Regions from separate parts of the Mus musculus genome. Here region 1 is linked to region 2. A link is a contact called in public HiChIP or PLAC-seq data. All regions are on one chromosome and are shown on one strand. The core of a region is the stretch at or near the end of the contact, and the rest is flanking DNA. Distances in the headings are between cores, read along the strand shown. Region 1 overlaps Tbxas1 (thromboxane A synthase 1, platelet). Region 2 overlaps Hipk2 (homeodomain interacting protein kinase 2).

Region 1 (3,075 bases), core at 393-2,892, 300 kb before region 2:
GTCTAATACCTGGGCTATTGATACTCTTTCACAACTGTAACATCTGTGCTTGTCATTGATACAGTTAGTTCTTCTGCATGGGCCCCACAGCCACCAGCTTATCACTAGAGAATAAATCACTTGATGACTCTGAAATGTTGACGACTTATATTGAAAACATTGCTATGATTGGTCACCGATTCCCCATTGATGCAAAAAGTGTGCATGGCTCCTGAGTGCGATCCCAGCAGACCCTAGTGCTTGAGGGTTCCAGGACCGAAGAGTTATTTGCTTTGCTTTAATAGCAGAGGGGGCCACCTTATCTTACACTCTGGGAGAGTGTGGGCGAGAAGGTTTGTTGACAGCTGGGAACAACATAAACGCTGCCATTGACTAGCCTCTAGTTCTGTTGGCAGTGATGATTCTGAGTCAGCTGTGGCTGATCTGCAGTCATTCTGTTCCCAGTCTGCTGCCAGCCATGATTTAGCTTAGAGCATCTAAAGGTTGCTAGGAGAAAAGTCAGTCAGTTGCTTAAATTGCCAGCTATATACACCTAACACCACTCTCCTGCCCACCACTGAGCTGTGGCTGCTAGGCACAAACGATCACTACTTATTTATTTATTAATATATTAAGCTGAACTGAGATTTGAATCTAGGGTCTCGTATATGCTGAAGCACTTTATCCTTTCGAACTATATTCCCCAGCCAATCACCATTTTCACTTTTAGAGATTTAGTCGTTTATTTATGTGTATAAGTGCTTGCCTGAGTATATTTATATATATATATATATACCACCACATGCCTGCAGTGCCCACAGCGGCCAGAAGAGGGCGCCGGATACCCTGAAACCAAAGTTACAGACAGATGTGAGCCACCTGACATGGATGATGGGACTTGAACCCGGGTCTTCTAGAAGAGCAAAAAAGTACTTTTAGCTGCTGAGCCATCTCTCCAGCCCCTTAACTTTTTATTCTGAGAAACAATTTCACTAAAGCACCCAGAATGGCCTTAAACTCACTGTAGCCCAGGCAGGCCTTGAACTTGTGTTCTTCTGGCCTTAGTTTCTGTAGTGGGTCAGATAATATACCTTATTTACATTATCTTTTTTAATTTTTAACTTTTTTGAGACAGAGTCTCAGGTGTTCCAGGCAGGCCTTGTATTCCCCACGTGAACAATATCCAGAGTATGGATCTATAGATGTGTACTACCATGCCTGGCTTCATGTGGTACTGATGCTGGTGATCGATCAATCCCAAGGCTTTGCTCAAGCCAAGCACACATTTTACTAACCAAGCTCAGCCTCAGCCTCATGGCTCACTTGTTTGTTTGTTTGTTTGGGTTTTTGTTTTGTTTTGTTTTTTGTTTTTAGGCAGGGCCTCATTGTGCAGCTCTGGTCTAGAACTTCCTATGTAGACCAGTGACCTTCAAACTCTCAGAGATCTACCTGCCCCTGCCTCCCAAGTGCTGGGATGAAAGCTGTGTACCTCCACGCCTGGCCTCGGTATTTTTCTTGTGAAAGTTTAGGTACTTTCTTGAAAGTCCCTGTCCCTTCTGCCCTGGCAGATCTTGCCCATCATGTCCTTGGAGACCAGAGGCTAAGTCTACTCAGGCACTAACCACCGCACATTTGAATTTTCCTCACTAGGCTGGCATCCCTGGCTCAAGTTACTTTGCTTCGTGGTTTAGGTGGGGTTTCTTCTCATTAGTCAGTCTACCCACACCGTTATGACCGACTGGTGCTTCCGGTTTGCAACTCCCGAGGTAATTGTCCAGCCATTATGTGCTGTCGCAAGGATCATCCACTCAGAATTGTGACTTCTCACTTGTAATGGAGCAGCCTTACCTCTGGATGTTGAATGCGTCCCTGGATGCTGCATAGCGTTTTAAGTGAGCCACGAGAAGTTCACAGGCTTGGCTGATGAGAGGTGTCATCTGATAATAGATAGCAGAGGTATAATTAGGGCATCGTGCCTAAATTGGCTGCCAATGATGGACAAGGTTATCCACAGTGCTTTCTAGGGAAACAGACTGTATTTCAAAGGTGCTTTTCACGAGGCGAAGATTAAGAAAGTATTCATAATATTTGTAAAATACAGTGTCCATAAATGCCTATCTTAAGCTCAAGTGAGCTTTCTGGGGTAGATGCACCAAAGGAGAAAGGACCAAACGTAGATCTGGTGAAATAATTATGAAAGCTATCACTAAGTGTTTAGACAAAACTTCAAATCGGTGCTTGGCTTCCTGGCGTGTGGTGAGCATTAGCAAGCAAGTAGACCACACTCTATATGTCCTGGCCCTGGAACTAGCCCAAGTCCGTGCATGCCTGTTCCAATTAAGTTTTCAGATCTCCCACCAGAACATAGACTCGAGTATCCGGAGGCACTGAGGGTCATCTGTTCCAACTTCTTAATTAAGGCAGAAGTTATCTTAATGGTATTTCTGAGAGAGGGGTTTTCATCTGTGTTTCAGCTGCTTACGCCTTCCAAGACAGGGTAACTCTTGACCTGCACGAGGAATTGTTGAATTCTTAACATTAAGAAGATATTTTATTGTGGAAAATTTCTAATGCCCAGAGAAAGATCTAGAGAGCAGCGCTGTGCACACCTCCGTGGTTCCAGCACATTTAGACAGCAGGCTTGGCTGCCCGTCCCTTTGACGTCCAAGACGTTCTCTTGGGTGGGTAGCACTCTTTAAGGGCTTTCATTCTCTCCTATATATTTGAAGGGCCAGGCTGGAACTGTCAAGGGGGATCTTTCAACTGAGTACACATCCTAGAACAGTGTCATATCTGAGGCAGAATACTGCTGTAGGTTCTTCTGAGCATTTATGGGACTAATACTTTGAAATGGTGCCTGATGTTTGGTTTTCATTATTATTACTATTATTAGAAAGAAACTTTAAAACTGTATTTAAATTAAATTTTTTTTTCAGATTTATTTGATTTTATGCACATGAGTGTTTTGCCTTCATGTGTATGTTCCACGTGCCAGCCTAGTCCTGTAGATGTCAGAGCGTAGCGGGTCCCCTGGAAACTGTAGTTACAGGTGGTTGTGAGCCACCATGTGGGTGCTGAAGCTGAACCTAGGTCCTC
Region 2 (3,084 bases), core at 532-3,031:
CCCTCCTTGTAAATCGTGTTGTTTTGTCATTACAGAAATGTCTCCACCTGTGAGGTGACCTCTTCACAGGCTATCAGCTCCCCTCAGCGATCCAAGCGTGTCAAGGAGAACACTCCCCCACGGTGCGCCATGGTACACAGCAGCCCAGCTTGCAGCACCTCAGTCACCTGTGGGTGGGGCGACGTGGCCTCCAGCACCACCCGGGAGCGACAGCGGCAGACGATTGTCATCCCCGACACCCCGAGCCCCACAGTCAGTGTCATCACCATCAGCAGTGACACCGATGAAGAAGAGGAGCAGAAGCACGCCCCCACCAGGTGAGGCTGTGCACATAGACTCTGAGGACAGAGCTGAGATTCCATCATTCCCCCGCTGACCCCTGCATCTTCATTTTCCCATGTTCTTGGACCCTAAGCTTATTTCAGGAGAGCAGCAAACAATTTTGCCATACATTTAAAAACCAAAATAATTTTGAGTGAGTTTGGCCTTAAAAAATAGTTACAATCCCTAAACATTTAGGAATATGAGACTATAAAAACTAGGCTCCCAGTCCCAGCTTAGTTTTAACACTTACAAGCTTTAGCCTCCGGCTATTGAATATATTCCCAGCTGGTCAGGATGTCTCTCTTAACATTGCCTTGGCTCACTCAGAATTTGAAGTAATTATCCAATTAATCAGAAATTTCCCTATGTCTGATTAACCCAATCCTTCAAACTGCCAGTTGGCTCTATACCCAGAGAGCACTACTGTTTATTCCAAAGTAGCAATAATTTATTTTACTCTGTGTGTGCTTCCTGGGTCTAGGGAAGAAATATTTATTATATTTGTGAGAGTGCTAACTCTGACACCAGAGCCTCTTTTCTACACTTTGCAACCAGACTCAGCAAACATGCCTCCTTCCTGAGCCGCCAGCTCAGGTGGCCCAGACCGTGTACAGTCACCTTCTGTGCCCCGAGGACGTTAGGCCTCACAGAACCCACAGTCACACAGCCATACCCTGCCAGGACCTTTGCATTAGGAGCGAAACCAGGGAAGAGGCCCCTGCCACCCCAAGCCAGAGCTTCCAGTCACCCTAGTGTCTCCCACAACTAGGTGCAGAGTTCCTTGTTCATAGTTAGGCCCAAATTGTTTATTCCTGATTAGATGTAATGCTGTTCATTATTCATCACAAGTGGTTTTGATGATGATAATTTTCATGCTTGCAGTCATTACTAAATGTTCAGCTAAAGCCTAGTCTCGCATGCAGCCCGTTCCTACGGCGTGCAGCCCGTTCACCTTCAGGTTAATCTCACCATAGCCATTCCTACGGCGTGCAGCCTGTTCACCTTCAGGTTAATCTCACCATAGCCGTTCCTACAGCGTGCAGCCCGTTCACCTTCAGGTTAATTCTCACCATAGCCGTTCCTACGGCATGCAGTCCGTTCACCTTCCAGGTTAAGGCAAGGAGTCTGAGTTTTCAGCAGTGGGACTAGTATGTGTGTTGTTTTTCTTGCTGAGTGGCTCAGTGTGGTTATCAGTGTAATTTGATATTGCACTGTTGTGTTTCTGTCCCTGCCATCTGCTATCTGTCTGAGGGACAGAGGGTTGGTGAGGCCAGGCACATGGTTTTGCACCGTAATATTACTTTACATTCTTCCGCCTGTTCCAGAACTGGCCTCACTTTGTTTTGTGACTATAGCCCCCAAATTGAGTCCGTGTTCCATCCGTCCAAACCTGAGAATGTTAAGGGCTTGGTCTCCTTCCAGAGAGGAAGACTCTTCTTGCCCCAGACTGGCCCCTGGCTTGGGGAAGCCTGTGCATATATTTGTAGCGCTGTTTAAGAAAAGCTGAGCAGTCCTGAGCACAGCTGGAGAAACGCAAAAGCAATTTAAAGACCTGGCTGTCAACTAGATTGCAATGTCGCTTTTGAAGTCTGAGATGTGAATTGACAGCAGTTCTGAACACGAGTGGCTCAGGAGAGGCTTGACTAGAGAGTAGGAGGGCAGGACAGCGAGTGCCATCTCTGCAGCGGCCAGAGAGCCAGGAGGACTGAAAGCGGAAGGAAGTGCAATGTGGAACTGTGTCCCTTGGAGGAAACCTAATGAAATGCGTGGCAGCTTGTGAGAACTGTGATAAAAATGACTCCGAGGCCCAGAGTAAAGGTGGACAGCAACCAGGGGTAGGTGACATGTGAGGAACCACACCCTGAACACAGGGGCATGATACATAGGAAATACAGGGGACTGCACTGCAGACTAAACCACAAAGCGATGGTAAAGGGCCTCAACCACCCACCCTGGTGACAGGGAGCTTGCAGAGGAAGATGCAGTAGTGATACTTACTGCAGAGATATGATTGTTGCCTTAGAAAATAGTTCAGGACCCAAAAAGATAGAAAAGTCTAGTTGAAGCCAATAGCTCTTAATAGAAAAACCACTGTGTAATTGTATCACGTAACCATGACTGTATTTAACAACTAGAAAGTAAAGGAACTTACGATTATGTGTTCTGGAAATTGTAATTACCATGAAATTTAACACAGTGACTATTTACCGCCCCACCATTGTAAGACAGTATGGCTGGAACTTCAAGTAGTATACAAATAAGGGGACAGACTCTCTCTTCTTGAGGCTTGCAGATAATAAGCGTGACAAGACACGTACAAATCACTCTGACAGGAAGTAGAACATCTCCTCCAGAGAAGCTAGCGAAGTCTCAGGAGAGTTTAGGAGAGAGTTGCAGACTTAAGTGAGGTGACTGATGTGGCAGAGTGCCAAAGGGGAGCAAACAGAGTGTCCCAGAAGCAAGCCTTATCCAAGAGAAGGAAGAATGTTGGAGGAAATGGGGTGGGCATGGGAATGGTTTTTGAGGCATTTCCCCTTAGATGGAAATGAGGGATTTGTCAGAAGGCTCGAAGAAGTTCAAGGAAAAGCATCAGGCCTAGAAAACCAAGACTATACTGTTTGCACCTAAACAAAAAAGCACTTGGCCATGGGCTCCAAAGCTGAACAGCATCCCCTATCCTCCCGCTTTCTGTTCAAGCTTTGGAGACACTCTGACCAGTTACTTTTCTACTATGGTAAAATACCATGGCCAAGGCAACTC

Evidence for each region. HiChIP or PLAC-seq counts read pairs in DNA pulled down with a chosen protein or histone mark.
Region 1: a contact with region 2 is called in an H3K27ac HiChIP or PLAC-seq map of acute myeloid leukemia, with 6 times the contacts expected there. The contact joins two enhancer-like sites. A contact is called at or near these places in 9 of 39 promoter capture datasets (the 3T3-L1 cell line, the C10 cell line, cranial neural crest and 5 more), 4 of 484 Hi-C or Micro-C datasets (adipose-derived mesenchymal stem cells, bone marrow-derived macrophages and myeloid progenitors) and 3 of 115 datasets of contacts at active chromatin or transcription factors (acute myeloid leukemia, large pre-B cells and microglia).

The regions. Positions count from the first base shown.
Region 1 is chr6:39,016,733-39,019,807 of GRCm38.p6, reverse strand. It overlaps Tbxas1 (thromboxane A synthase 1, platelet), which reads right to left. Exons shown (of 13, transcript NM_011539.3): 6 at 1,828-1,916. Among named protein-coding and RNA genes, the nearest start is that of Gm23010, 4.6 kb to the right of the region's middle. Within about 2 kb of position 1,642, at least 11 of the 459 cell types and tissues checked have an H3K27ac peak or open chromatin away from gene starts, as enhancers often do. A contact at or near this core is called in acute myeloid leukemia, where this site is marked.
Region 2 is chr6:38,713,173-38,716,256 of GRCm38.p6, reverse strand. Hipk2 (homeodomain interacting protein kinase 2) reads left to right here. Exons shown (of 15, transcript NM_010433.2): 12 at 36-317. Among named protein-coding and RNA genes, the nearest start is that of 4930502C15Rik, 23 kb to the left of the region's middle. Within about 2 kb of position 1,781, at least 25 of the 459 cell types and tissues checked have an H3K27ac peak or open chromatin away from gene starts, as enhancers often do. A contact at or near this core is called in acute myeloid leukemia, where this site is marked.